Regions from separate parts of the Mus musculus genome. Here region 1 is linked to region 2. Evidence: chromatin contacts called from public Hi-C data. All regions are on one chromosome and are shown on one strand. The core of a region is the stretch at or near the end of the contact, and the rest is flanking DNA. Distances in the headings are between cores, read along the strand shown.

The links. A called contact is a pair of places that touch in the nucleus more often than the background predicts.
Region 1: a Hi-C map of uterus shows a contact between it and region 2, with 1.8 times the contacts expected there. The contact joins two enhancer-like sites. A contact is called at or near these places in 5 of 484 Hi-C or Micro-C datasets (epidermal suprabasal cells, nephron progenitors and uterus).

What each region holds. Positions count from the first base shown.
Region 1 is chr1:194,147,340-194,150,301 of GRCm38.p6, forward strand. No RefSeq gene overlaps it. Among named protein-coding and RNA genes, the nearest start is that of 4930503O07Rik, 74 kb to the right of the region's middle. Within about 2 kb of position 1,497, at least 18 of the 459 cell types and tissues checked have an H3K27ac peak or open chromatin away from gene starts, as enhancers often do. A contact at or near this core is called in uterus, where this site is marked.
Region 2 is chr1:193,932,830-193,935,560 of GRCm38.p6, forward strand. No RefSeq gene overlaps it. Among named protein-coding and RNA genes, the nearest start is that of Gm31870, 280 kb to the left of the region's middle. Within about 2 kb of position 1,277, at least 11 of the 459 cell types and tissues checked have an H3K27ac peak or open chromatin away from gene starts, as enhancers often do. A contact at or near this core is called in uterus, where this site is marked.

The DNA of each region.
Region 1 (2,962 bases), core at 247-2,746, 210 kb after region 2:
CCCACCTTAGCAGGCAGTAGGTAGAAGTCATGCCATTATTCATAGACTTAACTTTATTTTTTCCCTGCCTGATTCAGACACTTAGTATACCCACAAGTCTACATATTCCCCCTAGAAAACTCCTAGTGATCAGATTTTCTTTTAAAGCCTGTAAAATTATTGTTAAAATGTCTATTGATTCTATATAGATTATACATTTACTGTGTAATTTATCTAAAAGTCCTTTTGAGTTAGTTCATAGATTTTGTGAATATGTCTTTGAAATCTGCTGCATGACCTGTGCTTCTGATCTTAGCCTGTCTAGGCTACATCCAAGTTCAGCATAGCCAGAGGGGCTGCTGGCTCCATTTGGGCTGACAAAAATGAAGAGGCAAGACAACAGGGCCAGAGGGGAAGTGCCTGAGTTTGCAGTGGTGGATTGCACCAGAGATGTGCAGGGTTCAGTCCTGAATTTCTAGGATTCAAAACTGAGTACAGCACACAAATACATTCCCTTGCAGTTGGACACTCCCCAAGACAGGGAGTTCTATCTCAACTTAGATTTTAAAAGTATCTCTATCTCTCACCAAATTCTGCTTATGAGCAGAGACAGACTCTTCATTCCACAATTCCTGGTGTGTTTCTGAGCAAATCCACAGTATGTGATTGCTCTGTAGGGAATTAAAACTTGTCTTTGACCTTAGTAGTCAGGTGATGAACATCATAGCATAAATTGAACCCTTGACCTATGAGAAGAAAGCAAAGTCTTTTGCATTCCACAAGGCCCTTCATTTTGAAGACTGGTGGACATCTTGAGCAACTCTCGTTACCCACAATGCTTATGACTTTCAGAGCAGAGAGGTGCTCAGGCTCAGCATAGCTTGCATCCTGCACAAGGTCACCCTGGAGCTATATAACATCTGTATTTGTTGCCAGAGTTTCAGAAACTCCAAGGACTGGCTAGACCTCCATAATGAAGCTTCTTTTGCTCCAGATAAGACACAGAAGGGAGGGTGAAAACACCTGGAATGGACATGAGGAAACCCAGCATTCCACCAGTTCCTCTCCGGAGGCTTCAATTTTTACCCTGGAAAAGCAAGCACACTCCTCAATTGTAGCAGTAGATAATGCTGATGGAATCCAAGAGTCTATCACACCAGAGGTAAACATGGGTTACAGTGATGAATCAACTCAACAGACCATGAGGAAGAAGCAAGAGAGTAGATAGCTGTCAAAACTCAGTGAACAACACTAACTAAGGAGCCTTGGGCTGGGCGAACATCTCAAGGCTTAGAGGTGGAGGAGGGAGCAGCCATGAGAGGCAAAACATGGGTCCTGGACTCCAAGCACAAGGAGTGGAAAGTTCGAAATCTCATCTCTGCTCCAGGACAACTCGATGAGTGAAAACGATTAGCTCTAGAATATCATTTAAATCTCCCATTTAAGCCAATCCAAGTATTTAATCATTATCTCCACTAACACCACACAGCTCCAGACACACACACCAGCTTCACTGAGAGACTTGTCAAGACCACAGCAGTAATTCACAAATTCTCTGAAATTCCCTGCTCCGCCAAGCGGCATGACAGCCTGGCGACCGCTAACATTTCTATTCAAACTGGCTTTGGAGCTGAAGCTATAAATATCCTCGCAGTATTTCCTGCTTCAGAACATAAAGACAGCTTTACAGCACTGATAAAATAGAAATTACTTTCTCTCTGAGGTCTTGCTGGAATTTTAATGTCTGTTTTGCAATAAAGCAGCTCCTACACAATTTGATTTGAGGGAAAGAAAACAAACGGTCTAATTTAGTTACAATAATGACTCTTGTATTGTTTGCCCTGCCTGCTTCTCTAGCTGCTGGGCTGTTAAAGTTTGCAACAGCAGGGCCAAGGATGGTATTTATGAGAATATTACAATTTGTTTTATTATTTAAAGATACATAGTCTCGGTCCCTCCTCACCACAGAGGGACAAAAATTTTTTTAAAGAAGAATTAGAGAAGAAAATAAAACTTATGACTCCTAATAACACTTTGTGAAAGTTGCTTGTTAGAATTCTAAAGCTGTTCACCAAAGCTGACACACACTTAACAGGCCTTTGAAATGTAAAAGATCTTAGCAGCTTTAATAACTCTATGCATGTTATCTGTTCTTGTTTTTTTTCCCTTCAAAGCTCAACAAAGCACTCTTTTAAAAAATTGCAATTCATATATACCCTCTCCCTTGTATATTATATGATGGAAGAGGGAAGGAGTAGGAAGGAAGAAAAGAGAGAAAGGGGATAAGGAGAAAAGAGATGAAAGGAGTTGGGAGGGGAGGGAAGAGAGGGGAAGGTAAGGGTGAGGAGAGGAGAGGAGAGGAAAGGGGAGGGTAGGAAAGGGGAGGGTAGGAAAGGGGAGGGGAGGGGAGGGAAGGAAAAGGTAGGGGAGGGGAGGGGAGGGGAGGGGAGGGGAGGGGAGGGGAGGGGAGGGGAGGGGAGGAGAGGAGAGGAGAGGAGAGGAGAGGAGAGGAGAGGAGAGGAGAGGAGAGGAGAGGAGAGGAGAGGAGAGGAGAGGAGAGGGAAGGGGAGGACAGGGAAGGGGAGGGGAGGGAAGGGGAGGGGAGGAGAGGCGAGGAGATAAAAAGGATTTTCATTGACATGGTGGACTGTGTCAAGAACTAGACAATGAAGTTGAGAAAAGATTTTAAAACTGAAATAAACTTTCTGAAGAAGGAATTAATTATCAGAAAGTGCCAGTGATGAGTATCCTCAAGTTTCAGCAATGCTTTGAGTGAGTGCTCCAGACTTCATAACACCTAGGATAAAAACTAGAGTTCAGATTACCACTAGTGGAGATTTAGGACCCCTCTGGTTTATCTCATGCACTGAAAGGATGCTTCTGTGTTGGAAGGAACCACAGTGCCCTCCCATCTCTAGCAGCTTCTTTTGTGCTTCTCTCTCAGGTTACATATGCCCAAGAAACCACACATGTTTGATCCCTT
Region 2 (2,731 bases), core at 27-2,526:
CAAGGGTAGTTTGGCAAGTTTTGAGGGAAGGATTGGTGAAGCTGTGGCGATTGAGAATGTCTTGGAAAGACAGAAGAGTACTGTTGGATTACAGAATGTTTTACATTTACACCAAGGAAGAGATGTAGCTATTGACCTTGGGGTCCCGGGAGGACTGGCATATTGAGAAGAGCAAATGGATATGGAAAACACTGTTCCCTGCATGCTGAAATCAAGAAGAATTGTGACAGGTTGTATTGGAGAGGACACCACAAAAGGGCTGGGGAAATGGCCAGTCAGTAAAGTGTCTTCCTTACAAGCATGGGGACCGGAGTTTGATCCCTAGCAACTGTGTATGGAGCTGTGTGTAGTGGCATACACCTACAATCCCAATGCTGAAGAGGTAGAGACAGGAGAATCCTTAGAGATCACTGGTCAAACAGTTGAGACAAATTAGTTTTTAAAATATAGTGGCTTGTAACTGATGAAAACACTTGATGTTGGCCTCTAGTTTCCACAGGCAAGTCTACACACAAACGAAGGAGCAGGAGCTTTAAAAGGGCTAAAAATCAAGCAACAAGGAACCTTAATTCATCATTTTGATCTTTGTAGAGGACAGTATGAGAGGACATGATTTAATGGGATGAACTTCAAAGTTTAGAATAGGAAGGAAAGAGTCAGCAGAATAAGGGTTAAAGGTGTGGAAGTGACAATAGAACCACTATCTATAGACAGTGTCACCTGGGGTATGGGCATCTCAAATTTTCCAGAATTTTCTGAGTTAATCTACCACAGGGTAGGCTGTCTTTCCAGAAAAAGCCAGTATCAATCAAAAACAAACAAACAAACAAACAAACAAACATTAAAGAAAGTTTGGGTAAATTGGGTTCTTAGTTGATGATTCTATCAAGGGTCTAAGAATCTTTATTTAAATCATAGCGTTCAACATGCCACAGATATATGTAAGCCTTTAATAGTAGAGGATTCCAGATTGTCAAATTTCCTGGTCATTATTTTGACAGTTCTGGGTCCTTACTGTATGAAGAAAACTCTAAACATGACACTTGCCTCTGTATACAGCAGTGGGAACTTCTTTGGCTTTTCAATCTAGAGGCATGATCAGACTTTCCCCCAGAGTATCAAAACACCAGGAACTGCATTCTCCCCCTGGACTGGAGCCTCAAACTAAGATGGAAAACAATCAACTTTCAATTTTCTGTGCTTGTTTGCTTTCTGCCCAGAACACACAGCAGAGGCAGTTGAGCAAACCTTTGGGTTGTTTTCAAGGACGTCTTTCCATTTCACCTTCACAGGGTTTGGGAGCCAGTTGCTCCTGGGGACCTGGCGCTTGGTTTTTTATTATTTAAATGTGGGTGTCTTTACAACAAAATAATCTCAAATGTTCAACCTAAGCCCCCAACCCACACTATTTACTAAATGAAGCCAAGCATCATAAAAGCCTGAATGGTGTGGATTTATCGTTTAACTGTTGTTTTGAGATCACAACAAATCATTAAAATCATTAGCTGTTCTAGCTAAATTAGAGCTCAGCCCTCGTATGGTGCCTGGCCTGTGTGACTTTCCCCACACTACCCCCACCTCTGCTCAGGCTCCTCAGTCTTTGCCTGTGTAAGATTAACTGGCTTAATACACCCAAGTCACAGTGCTAAGCATCTTTGTTTTCTCTCTTCAGTGTTTGTTCTCCCCTCTACCCCAGGGCTATTTGCCTAAGATATGTGGGCAGCAGACAGATAAGCTAAGAGGTTTGGGTCAGTGCTGACTCTGGGAGCCTGCACTGCAAATTCCACAAGTCCAGGGAGTTTGGGGTTTCCCAATGCTCCTGTGTAAGCAGAAACTCTTTGCAGTACATCCAGCAAAGGTAAGAGTGTGTGTCAGCAGACATCTCTCTGAATGAAGCCCAGTAGAGTTTGGATGCATTGTGTATCTCTCTAGTCATCTCCTGAGCCTGTTCAGCCCAATAAACTGGAGGTAAGGAAGCATGTCTTCCCTGTTTGGCCTGATAGTGTGGAGAAATGAAGGAACAACATGCACTTTATGTATCCGGAGACACAGATAAGGCCTCTCATACCCATGTATCAAGGAAAACTTCATGTCCATTTTTCTGAAAATAGGATAGCACAAGACTTGAACTTGGAGGGGATTACTTATTTATCTCTAGATAGAAAAAAAAGACAGATGTATATATAGTACAGAGCCAAGATCTGGTTCCGTGGGTTCAGTGCTCAGGAAAGTTGCTGAGTTGTGAAGGTGCTATGAAGACTGGTTCACCTTGTGTGGAAGAGATGATGCAGGCTAACTTCACTCCCACAGATGGACTCCCACATTTCGTTCAGAGTTTTAGACACCAGAATATGGCCAATTAATATTCATCGTACTAAAGACTATATATAGAGATATCCTCTTGAGGTCTATGCTTAAAACCACTTCAGAAAGGTAATTTCTATCTGGTTAACAGTTTGACCCTGGTAGTTGACACCATAGGCCCCTTGCAAAGCTATCTGGTGAAAATGTGCCCAATTCAATAGTTGGAATTCAGATGCCAGACTTAAACCTCAGTGTGTGATTTATTCTCTGTCATGGCAATAGGTTGTGAATTATTTGTACTGGGAAAGTGTTTTGCCATTCTGGCTATCTGGATGGACCTTGGATTTCAGGCCTAGTCACACTCAGAGAGAACTATTCAAGCTGTGGTTCATAAGAACAGAGAAGCAGAAAAGCTGACTGAAAAAAA